Linked DNA regions of Gossypium arboreum: region 2 is linked to region 1. A link is a contact called in public Hi-C data. All regions are on one chromosome and are shown on one strand. The core of a region is the stretch at or near the end of the contact, and the rest is flanking DNA. Distances in the headings are between cores, read along the strand shown. Region 1 has its middle 3.9 kb from the start of LOC128279977. Region 2 holds the start of LOC108465990.

Region 1 (6,283 bases), core at 629-3,128:
CCCAGAGAAACCTGAATCAGGGTAGTTGTCTAGCAGAGGCAGTAGTGGCAGCTGGCGTGGATACAGAGGAAGAAATGGTGGTTTGTTTACACTGGCGGCGTTTGGGCTTGATAGGTTGAACTTGGAATTTGAGCTGGGTAAATGATATCGCTGCTGCAATTGAAGGTCTCACTATATAATATTGCTATAATGTTTTGCTTTTGGTACTGTTCAATCGTCTTGTAGGCGTCAACATTTGTAGCTATTATAAATGGCGATGAAAACGAGTAAGAGAGACAGAGACGCTGAGGGCAGTTGGATCATAATTCAAGCAAAAGACAGCATGAGGCTGTATGAAGAAGTATCACATTATACTGTGTTTTGAGTTTTTGGCATTGGGGAGGTTCAGCCGATCAGGGTTATCGTTTTGTGGCTATATTGGATCGATAGGAATTGGGAGAAAAAGAAACAAAAAGAAACCCGGTGGGGAGATTGTTGATGTCAAAAGAGAGAGCAGATAGGCAAAGCAAAGACAAAAAGTAGAGAGCGGAGGAGGCAAAAACTAGCAGATGAAGCATGACAAGCCCCATGGCATCATAAGAGGGCCTATGCATTTGTGGTCGGTAAGGGGGCCTATGCATTTGTTAATAGATGCTGATCACGATGAATGAAAATTACAATGCAAATTATTCTTACATGTAATTCGGTAGGAATATGACTGAGGTTTGTTTTACAGTATTTTTACATAATTTATTTTCCAATATTATATGATAAATAGAAAATATTATATAAAATATGTAGAAAGTCATTACAAATTAAAAAGTATAAATGTTATATAAGTGGTTAAAATTGAATTGAATTTGAATTTTACTAATCTAAACTAAAATTGACTTTATATCTAGTTAAATATCCTATAAAATATTTTATCTTTAATTATTTTTATCAATTAAAAAAACACTTTATCTAGACATAATGATTTATTTGTAAAATAATTTTAATTATTTTATCTATTTTGTATCTATTTTGGAGTAATTTTGTAAGATAATTTTTTTGAAAAAGGCTGGCATGCTTTTACCAAACCAAAAAAACCAACAAAACAAAAAGACTCTTTGGCTTCCAAAAAAAATAAAAAATAAAAACCAGCAAAATTAAAAATCCATCTTCTTCCTTTGCATGCCAGGTAAGAAAACCACTTCAACTCCCTCCATAGATTTCAACGACATGCTCTAGTTTGGAACGACTCAATGAAACACTTGTTCTCATCTTCTGTTGCAACTCAGTCGCCATTCTTATCGTGACTATTAAGTGGCACTAGACAGTCCCCTTTCCTTGGCCACCACAATCTCTCGAATCGCCACCGACCCCTCCTCCACCCATTGAGCGCCCTTCTTTTGAATGAAGCCTTCTTATGCCAACAGGTGAAGCATCCTATTACCATCCCTTTTGATATGTTGGAATTTGAAATGTTCAAAACCCATTACAATCTGTTTATCTTCTCAGATTTAATTACTAACCTCCGATCTGTCTAACCCTTGCATCCTCAGTTTTGAAATAATCAAAAGTGAGTCTCCTTCAACCTCAACTTTGCGAAACCCTATCTCTTGGGCAAATTGGACGGCCTAAACGGCTGCCAAAGTTTCTGCCGCTTCTATAAACGATATGTTTCTGTTCTAACTGCATGCTGCCACCATTATCAAACCTTTGGTGTCCCTAATGATTATTCCCAAACTTGATGCTTCCATGTCACTGTAGAAACCCTCATCGAAGTTAACCTTTGATCTAACCTACAAAGTAGATCTAGTAGGTATACGATTATGTAAAACTCTTCAGGTTGTAATTTTCATTTTATCTGGCACCTTTGTTTGCCACAATTTTCTGCAAAAAGTATTTTTTTTGATGTATGTAGAGGTGTGCATGGGCCGGGCCGGGCCCATAAAAAATTTTGGTCTGTTTTCAAGGTCCGGGCCAGGCCCGGCCCGAAATATGAGCCTGAAAATTTGTTTAAGCCCGGCCCGAAAAAAAAATGGTAGGCCCGAGCCTAGCCTGGCCCTATCAGGTCATATTAATTTTTTTTTTGCTTTTTTATTAAATAAAAACTTTAAAATATAATAAATCAAATACATTTAAAACATAAAAACAAATATTAAAATAAAAATAAATAAATAATGGGACTAAAATAATTATTAAAATAATACATAAATTAAAAATATAATAAAAAGTAATTATATTAAAATTAAAAATTAAAACAAATTAAAACTAAATTAAGAATTAAATTATATTAATAACAAAAGTTTTACAATATTAAAATAACATCAAAACAACAACAAAAGTAAAGTAAAAGTACTAAAGTTATTTAAAATTAAAAATAAAAAATTTAAAATAATTTAATATTAAAATTGGGTAGGTAAGGCAGTAGAACTCGGACCAAAAAAATCTTACCCGAGGCCTGGCCCGTTTTCTAAACGGTCCTTGTTTTTTGTCTAAACCCGTTTTTCGGGCCTATATTTTTATCCAAATTTTCCCATTTTTCGGGCGGGCCTTCGGGCCGGGCCGCCCGACCCATGCACACCTCTAGATGTATGTCTCTATACAAATCATTTTCAGTTCCTAGAAAGCCCCGCAACAATAGCCGATTCCCACAATGCACCGTATACTCTCTAGATTTCTCGGGACACCACCTCAACCTGTCTGATAACTTGTACTACATCAATGGGATACTCAATATTCTCCTAGCTTCCTGTTCATTAAAGGTGATATTGACTGCACTTTCCTTCCATTTCCCACTCTGCTCGTGAATCATATCAGCCACAAAATTTACCTTATTAACTTGTGGTGATCTAATTATGTAGGGTCTATCTCCAAGCAACAAAATACATCCGAAACTAGAATTAATTTTCCATCACCAGCTTGTCTGCTACTCCCCTTCAAGAGCCCCTTCGCTACCCAAATACTTTTAAAACGCGAGCTTTTAAAAATTTATTACTTGCATAATATTTTGCTTTAAAACACGTACTACTAATGAAGCAAGATTACAAATCAACCTTCACCCCTGCTTGGCCAAAGGTGTTACATTAAACTTCACTAGTTTCCAAAAATCCAATCCCCCACCCTCCTTCAAATTACATAACCTCTCTCATGAGCATAAATGAATCCCTCAATTTGACTATGACTTTTGCCACCAATAACAACAAAATACAGCTTCTATTTCCTCAAACAGAATTTGGCAATAAAAAAATAGGACATGACATATGTGGGGATCGCTAGCAACACTGATTCGATAAAAATAACCTTACCCCTTGCGATAACCATCGATTACACAATTCATTTATTTTACCTCGAATACGATCCATAATATTTCGGAAAGCTAACTTTCTGTTTCGATCCACTACCATAGGCAGTCCTAAATACTTCTCAGGATCCATAGAGCTCCTAACATCTAACTCCCTTTCTATTAGTTGAGATTTCCTTCACTTACATTCGAACTAAAATAGACAAGGGATTTATTCAAATTAATCAGTTCCCCATAACAACTTTCATATTCTTTTAAAATGTTTTTCATGTGTGTTGCATGTCTAAAGATGCATCCCCAAAAATTAAGCTATCATCGGTAAAGTACAAATGTGATACTATAGGTCCTGAATGACTCATTTTCGCTCATTTCACCAAACCTTTTTGACAAGCTAATTATTATAGAGCTAATAAATGCTCACTACAAAAAAGAAATAAGAAAGGGCACAACGGGTCACCTTGTTGAAGTCCTCTAGAAGGGGATATTTTCTCTCTTGGTGTCCTATTTAGAACCACTAAATATTTGACGAATTTTACATATCATATTACCAACTTGACCCATGCCTCACCAAAACCTATCTTAAGCATTACCTCCTCAATCAAGTCACTCCTCTCTAATATACGGCTTACTCAAATTCAACTTCAATGTAAAACACCGTCTCCGTCCACCCTTTCTCTTCTTGAAAGAATGCAACAATTTGAAATCCACTATAACATTATCCGTAATCAACCTCTCCGGTACAAATGCACTTTGTGTCTCATCAATGCAATCTGGCATGATCATTTGCAATCTATGGAAAATTACCTTGGAAATTATTTTAAACAAGACATTGCAAAGGCTAATCAGTCTAAAATGGGATTAGACTACTTTGGAATGAGCACTATATTAGTATAATTGATCTATAAAAAAGATTGTAAGACCCTATACCCACCTAATTTATTGAATTCGGATATAAGGTTTCACAATACTTACATACTTAACTAATTTTTTTTATCTGAGAAAAATCATATTGAATGTACCTCTTATTTATTTAAAATTCTTTCTAAGATAATAGGTTTGAATAAAATATTTATCGTTTGTTACAAGCTTTCAAATGTAGAATAAAAGCTTACAACATTAGTGATTGATAAAACATACATATTCGTAACGTGTATTACTATTTGACATTTGAAAGACATGTTTCTATAAATGTACCTTTGTATACATAATACTACCTTCGGTCTATTGGAAACACATAAATATATAGACTTTTTCAGCACCTTTTGAGTTCTAATTCATGTAGTTTCTTAGTATTTTTGTCGAAATCTATATTTTATTTATAAAATAATTAATTTGCACTCAAATTATGAAACATATTTAATTTTAGTTGTTTTTATTATAAATCTACACAATTTAATTTATTTTCGACAATTTTGCACAAAGGGTGAAAAATTGGCTTGGCAAACACCTTGAGAAGCTTGGACCGTTGAAGCAATTTTAGTATCAATTGACCCAAGAGTATGGCTGGTTATTTTCCAGCCATGGACAGCCTCATTATATTTGCTTGAACACATTTAATAATTATTTTTCATCCAACACAAATTGGGTTAAATTTAATTATAAGCTTGATGAAGAGAAATGGGCAATTAAGTTAAGTGAAGAGGACTGATCCACTAAGAAAATGGCAGCCCAAGCCATCCACATTATCTGACCAAATCAACTTATTTTAGCTGATTTTTATGCTTGCAAATCAGCCTTTGAACTTTTCCTAAATGTCATTCAAACTCCTTCCCTTTTCATGCCTTCTATTTTTAGTCACAATCTAATAATAGCAAGTTTGAGTCAATCAATCCTTCCACCTAGCATGGTCGGTCATGGGATGGGAGATTGGCTGTTATTTTTAGCTAATTTTAGCAGCCATCTCTGACTATAAAAATCCCCTTTCACCTCCTCATTTTTCATCCCTCACTTAACACATCTCTCAAACACACATTTTCCCTTTTTTCCCCCTTCTAGTTGCTTTCCAAAATTCTTCATTCCTTTTTCAATTTTCCCTCTTGAAAAAGATCTTGAATGCCTCTTAGAGTAGCAGCACTCAAGTTTTTGTGAAGGCCTTGGATCAATATAACGTGCAAAGAAGAGAGGAGCGCACTAGTCTGGCTTCAGAAAACCACCGAGATTGTTTTTCTAGTTCCCTTCCCTTAATCTTTTGTTTTAGTTTTGTTTTGATCATGAACATGGAAATTTGTGTTTTGGTTTTTCAATTAATTAAAATGACTTAAATTCCTTTCGTGTTAGATTAATTGCATTCTGCCTACTTAATATTATTAAAAATGTGTTTGTGTTGTTATTAGGTCACAGTAAATTGTTCAATTAAATAAAATCATACTTATGTTATGCTTGCAATTTAATTGTAAGGTAAAAATTAAATTAATTATTTAAATGGATTGAAATTGTAATTAATAGACATAATATTTAATTTGTGCATATTTAATCTTCTAAGGTAGCTGAGGGTTAAATTAGCGACGGTATTAAACAATACATTAGTCTTGCATAACTTGCAAGATTATTGTGATTAAATTGTTTCAATATAGAGATATATTGTTACCTCACTTGATCGTTTACTTGCATATTAAAATTTGATTAATCGTTAGAATTGACATAGGGATATGGTTAAGAGATTATTGAGTTTTAGCAGGTAAGTATGTACGTTAGTTAGCAAGTTTTCGAGTTGCCGTGAACTTATTCGTAACAACATGAACATAATTTTAATAATTCTAAGTTAAATAATAAAATTAATCTAACACATTTATGTCATATTATTAAACTCTTTTTTAGAAGTCGTGCATTGGGATTTTACTTTTAATTTTCTTAGTTAGCACTTAGTTAATTTTTTTTAGTTTTAATTTCACCACTTCAAATCAACATATTTTTCATCACCAAATTGTTTAAATTCACATTTAATAAATATTCTCTTTCACAGTACTTGTGGGTACAATAATTCAACAATAATTGTCACTTTATTACTTGTTGTGA
Region 2 (6,512 bases), core at 1,241-3,740, 170 kb before region 1:
AAATATTAATTTCAATTTTTAATTTTTTGAATGGTTACTCAAACATACTTTATATAAAAATAAAAATAGCTAAAAATAGCATGATACTAGTTTATCAGGTTGTGCTTTGATAAGATATTATATCTGCAACATTAAACCAAATGATTAACTTTTGAGGTTTGATATTTATTTGTGTGTATAAATTACATAAAAATATAAATATTATATAATTAAAAATTAGGTTTAAGTTAAAATATATCTTAAGTTATTGTACTATTTGTAAATTTAAATTTTAGTCTATTTTTTTATTTTTAAAATTTAGTCTCTTTATTTTTCAAATTTTAAAATTTAGATCTAATCATTAACACTATTAAAAATATTTTTTAAATTGAGTCCATTACAACATAATTTTTTAATTATATTGCTACCAAGTGAGTATTTTTCATTTCAAAAATTTAACAAAAAATTAACAATGCTAACTATTGGATATGAATTTTGAAATCTAAAAATAAAAGGACTAAATTCTTTAAAATAAAAGTACAAGAATTAAATTCAAAATTGTGAAGAATATAGTGACCTATAACATATTTTAACCTTGGATTCAAAATAAATCTCTGCAACATATTTTTATACCAGACGTGTTTTTAAAAAATATTTAGTACATTAACAATAAAGTTTTTAGACTCTACAAAGCAATATTAAAAAGTTGAAAAATATCCTATAAAATATAATAAAATATTTAAAAAAGATGTATGACAATTTTTAAAATTACTTATAGAATAAAAATATACTATTAATATACCAATTACCAACCATTATTTTTTTCTTTTCTAGATCCAATGATTTGGGGTTTTCTTTCATCAGATTCAAACAGAATTTTGTTTTGATAAGAAAGTTTAATTGTTTGATTTTATCTTATATGAAAACTTCGATTATTTTTATTTTATATAATCCATATAACTATATATAAAAAAGAAAAGGACATGCATGAGGGTTTCTTTTCATCTTAAAAATGTTAAATTTTAATTTCGGTCCACTTATTATAATATTTAATTTTTATACTCTCATTTCTAATATAATTTGGTTCATATATTTTTATAATATTATTAATTAGTGTTAATAATTAATATGATTAATTTTTAATTAAAATATTACGTAGTCATATATAATTTGAATGCCTAAAAGTAATATTATAAGACAATATTTAAATTTCAAATTTAGCACCTAAACTATGTTAAAACTTGAGATTTAATCTATATACTTTAATTTGTGACATAAATTTATCTCTCTATTTTTATATTTTTTTAGTTAGCCTAAATTGTTAATATTCTTAACTATTCAATCAAAATGTTAATGTCAATTTTTCTTAATAACACTATTCCAATAGAAAAATATATATTTTATCATCACAAATTAGAATGGAAGTTTTAAGAATAAAAATCCTAAATTGTATTTTCAACGTTATTTTTATTTTTACATGATTACCAAGTGCATATTTTCTTTAATTTCAAAATGTCACAACTAGACCGAGATTTTTAAATCTGAAAAGTAGATAGATTAAATTCTTAAAAATAATAGTAGGAGACTAAAATCCAAATGTACAAAGTGTGTAACGATTTAAAGCATAGTTTAACTTTATTATTTTTCCTTTAATTTAAATTTGACACAACCAAATAATCACCCTTACAGGGAGCGTGGGCTGAAACTAGAGTTGTCTATGGGTCGGGTTGGATTGAGTTCGGGATGGGCCCTAACCAAATTTTAGGCCTGATTGATAGGCACGGGTTTGGCCTGAAAAATGGGCCTAAATTTTTGCCCAAGTTTAGCCTGAATAAAAATGCTAAAACTCAGGCCCAGCCCGACCTGTCCATATTAATTTTTTTTATTTTTTATTTTTTATATAAAAATATAATACACTAAATATACTAAAAATATTAAAATATCCCAACAAATTGAAAATAAATTAAAAAATCTTTATACTTAAATAACACTAAAATAAGTGTAACTTAACAAACAAATTCCTTTAAAATAGTAGGAAAATAAATAATAAAACAAGTGTTATATAATATCTAAACATTAACAATAAAATAATACCAACATAATAGTAAAAAATAGCAAAATTATGATAAAAAGTGAGAAAACAACAGTAAAACACCAATTCAAAACTGAGTCAAAAATACTTTACTTAAGGATTGACCCATGTTTTAAATAAACTTTACTTTTTGCCTAAATCTATTTTTCGATCTTATAATTTTATTTAAACCCCTATATTTTTCGGAGGAAACCCAATCCGACCGTGGACAGCTGCAACCATATTAGATTAAAAAGTATGACGCATTGATTTAATTTAATTTAATTTAATTAATTTTACCCCTGACAAAGTGTAGTTATGGATTTAGTCAAAGTGGCATGATTCTATATAGGAACACTGAATTGGGCAGATGATTTGCCTCCATAAGTTTAAATATTATATGATTAAATAAAATTATAAAGTTGTCAGTATAATCCAAAATGACAAAATTATGAAGGTCAGCTGCGAAATGTTTAGGTTCTATTCAACCAAAAAATAAAAAAAGAAACTTATGTTTCTACAAATCTTACTGAATCACACACCTAAAAGAAAAAGAAATAAAGATAAATATATATTGAATTGCTTGGTGTAGTTCCAATTCGGGGGTAGTTTGCAACCTGGCAATAATGTAATCCATCACATTTACTTCTCCACAGCTACACAGTCCTCCTTTTTGCTCTTCATAAATCTTCTTCATGTCTCATTTTTCTTTTAAAATCCTTTCTTTCTGGGTATTTTCTGATCTTTCACCCTTTCTCCTACAAATCCAACATGTTCTTCCTCAGCAGAATCTAAAAGTGCATGCAGAAGAAAACTAATTTTAGCTTTCTTGAACGGAATGACAGACTCCAACAAAGTTTCACAGATGGTTTGGGATCAGGTTCAGTCGAGAAGTTCTTCAGGCAACCACCCACTTGTTTCTGGACACCCGAACCGACCTATTCCTAAGCTCATGGTCTGCTCCATCCTCTTCGTCTCGCTTACTTACCTTCTCTACACTCTCAAGCTCTTAACAACCTCTGCTCAACAAACCTTCCACCATACCCCATTTACTTCCTATCTTCGTCGCTCTACAAGCTTCACATCTGCACCCTTGGTTCTCAATCAGACGGCTGTGACAGCTCCACCCCATCACGGAGGTCGTGATGTCCGAGAAAAACAAAAGGTAGTAATGCAAATGGAACAAGCTCCACCGAAGCCAAAGCCGACGGAAATTCACGACGTGGTCTTTGGAATCGCGGCTTCTTCCAAGCTATGGCAGCAGAGAAAAGAGTACATCAAGATTTGGTACAAGCCAAACCAAATGCGTGGTGTGGTTTGGCTGGACGATCGCGTCAAATACTCTGCCCAAGACAACCGAACCCTTCCACCGTTTCGAGTCTCCAGCGACACTTCCAAGTTCCCTTACACCAATCGGAAGGGTCACCGTTCCGCGATTCGGATCTCGAGGATCGTGACGGAGACTTTGAGGATGAAGATGGATAACGTCCGGTGGTTCGTGATGGGCGACGATGACACCGTTTTCATCACCGCTAATCTGGTCAGGATTTTGAGGAAATATGATCATACTCAGTATTATTACATCGGAAGCTTGTCGGAATCTCATATTCAGAACATTTTTTTCTCCTACGGCATGGCTTACGGCGGCGGAGGCTTTGCCATTAGCTACCCATTGGCCAAAGCCTTGGCAAAGATGCAAGACCGGTGTATCCAGAGGTACCCCGGCTTGTACGGCTCGGATGATCGAATGCAGGCTTGTATGGCTGAACTCGGTGTCCCACTCACCAAGGAACTCGGTTTCCACCAGGTCGGTGACTCAGTTTTATCACTTTTTTTTTTTTTTGACTTGGTAAAGTACATTGTTATGGGTTGTCCAGCTTTTTCTGATATAAGTTCAATACTTAAATGTTTATATCTAATTATGTTTTGGGGTAAGTTAATCATGTTTGAATGTAATGCTTAAGCTAAGTTAATGAAGTGTAATGAGAGTAGATAATCATTTCCCGATATGTAAAGTTCCGGTGGCGCTGCCACATTGGGCGGTAAAGCAGCGGTTAATGCACAATAATTTCAGTGTCATCCGCCTAGGGTGGGTGATTAGTTCAGTGCACATTTTTCGTCTTAGACGTGGGTGAGAAGGTGGAACCCACGTGTTGATAGGGTTTTAGACCTGGTTTGGTTTTGTCACAATTATGTCGTATTGTGGTCAGTCGATATTCTGGAACGTGGTTGCCACGCTCTTTTGACTGTAAGAAAAAGGACCTTCAAGGAACCGGTGGAGCCAAGCCCCACACCAACTCCCCATATATTCGTGGCGCACATGAGTCAGTTGTTTGAGTTGTGTGCATTTGTAGATCAATTGTCTTTATCTATGAGATATATTCCATGTTAGTACTCAAAGTGGATGATTTCTTGCTGGTTCCACTAATGTTAATGCTATTACTTTTTTACTTAAAGATTTTGTCATTGAAAACAATATCTGATTCTAAGTTCATTGCCTATTGGTTTATGCATTGCAATCAGTATGATGTGTATGGGAACTTGCTCGGACTCCTCGCCGCGCATCCAGTCACTCCATTGGTATCACTACATCACCTTGATGTTGTTGAGCCAATTTTCCCCAATGTGAGCAGGGTTCAAGCCCTTCAGCGCCTTATGTTGCCTACAAAATTGGATTCCGCAGGGATCATGCAGCAGTCCATCTGCTATGACAAAACCAAGAGTTGGACAATTTCGGTTTCATGGGGTTTTGCAGTTCAAGTTTTTAGAGGGATCTTTTCACCACGGGAGATAGAAATGCCTTCGAGAACATTCTTGAATTGGTACAAAAGAGCAGATTACACAGCATATGCATTCAACACTCGCCCTGTTAGCCGAAATCCATGCCAAAAACCTTTCGTGTTCTACATGTCAAGTGTGAGAATGGATTCTGAACTGAACAAAACTGTGAGTGAATACGAGCGACACCATGTTCCTCATCCTCTTTGCAGATGGAAGATGGCTAATCCTAATGATCTTGAAACAGTGATCGTACATAAGAAACCGGACCCTCATTTGTGGGACAGAGTAAGTTGCATTATTTGTTACTTCATTTGCACTTATTCTTGAAAAGGTCAATCTCTAATCAATTATTCTTAAGATTTTCGTCTAGAGTACTGACATGGCTATGGGGTTTTTTATTTGGCAGTCGCCTAGGAAAAACTGTTGCAGGGCTATGGAATCAAAGGAGCGAAGAAGGATGGTGATAGATGTGGGTGTATGTAAGGATGGTGAGGTGAGTGAAATATAGTTATTAAAAGTTGATTGATTGTTTTTATACAGTTTCTTTTATTTATGTTTACTAATTTTATGTCCCCCAAATCATCATCTGTATGCAAGAGTAGAGACAATGTAAATGGGGAAAACCAAGGTACTTACATAGATTGTGTAAGAAAGTGCAGCTGCATACAATTTTAGACCTTCATTTAGTGTAGGAGCAATGCTTTTGATAGTAGTGGTTATTTACATCCTAAATAAACATGTAGAAAAAAACATGTCTTGCTGAAGCATCCAGCGACCAGAATCATATGTTTGATAAAACAGAACAAGCCATGTGAAAACAATGAGGTTGACTATGATGTTAATGCGGTAATATCTGTATGTCCCTAAGAAAATGAGGCCATTCGAAATCGAACGTTACTAACGAAAGGAGTAAAGATCGGAGTCTCAGTGAAAAAAAGGGCTGATACTTTTAATTGACAGTTTTAAATAAAAAACTTTGGCAACAGTCGACGTGATAAAAAAGAAATGCAGAAGAGGCCAAAACTAAAACTCGCATGCAAAGTTAGAAACTAATGTTGCAGACACCGTTTTTTGATGATATTACCAGTGTCCCCGAAGTACAATTCATTCAGTCGTGGAAGAGAGAACATGGATCATTGGATTCCAGAGTATGAAGGTCAAGTTTTTGTGTGGCATGTTTGAACAAGTTAATTGAAATCTAGGCACTGAACCCTAGGGATGGGACCACAAATGTGTTTAGTAGCATCTGCAGACATCAATGTAGCAGTAGTGGAGTAGAAGAAGAAGATCCTTTGATCCAAGACAGGGGACGCTTGGTTTCGTTGCTGGGAGTCTGTTTATTAATTGATGATTACTCCAAAAGCCCCAACCCAGTTAAGGAATCTTTAGAGGTCCACCTGCTCCCCTTTTTCATAAATTATTTAAATATACGTCATTTGGGCTTTGAATTTGACAAATTTTTTCAGTTCAAGTTAGGTCTTAAACTTGGCAAATATTCTTACACTGAAACCTGAACTTAATAACTTTTCTTACATTGGGGCCTGAACATTTTTTAGTTCAAGACTCTAAACTTACATTTGTTTTCATGTTAAAACTTGAATTTTAGGATTTTTAAAGATTAACTTGGATAAAAAAAATTTGAAGTCCTAATGTCAGAACATTTACCAAGTTTAGGGCCTAA

What was found. A called contact is a pair of places that touch in the nucleus more often than the background predicts.
Region 2: a contact with region 1 is called in a Hi-C map of leaf, with 1.9 times the contacts expected there. The contact joins the promoter of LOC108465990 here to the enhancer-like site in region 1. A contact is called at or near these places in 2 of 5 Hi-C or Micro-C datasets (both in leaf).

The regions. Positions count from the first base shown.
Region 1 is chr8:36,780,211-36,786,493 of ASM2569848v2, reverse strand. It overlaps the pseudogene LOC108468697. Among protein-coding and RNA genes, the nearest start is that of LOC128279977, 3.9 kb to the right of the region's middle. Within about 2 kb of position 1,878, at least 2 of the 2 cell types and tissues checked have an H3K27ac peak or open chromatin away from gene starts, as enhancers often do. A contact at or near this core is called in leaf, where this site is marked.
Region 2 is chr8:36,951,627-36,958,138 of ASM2569848v2, reverse strand. It overlaps LOC108465990, which reads left to right and starts at 2,490. Exons shown (of 3, transcript XM_053018477.1): 1 at 2,490-3,857; 2 at 4,574-5,116; 3 at 5,238-5,567. The coding sequence starts at 2,889. The coding sequence ends at 5,339.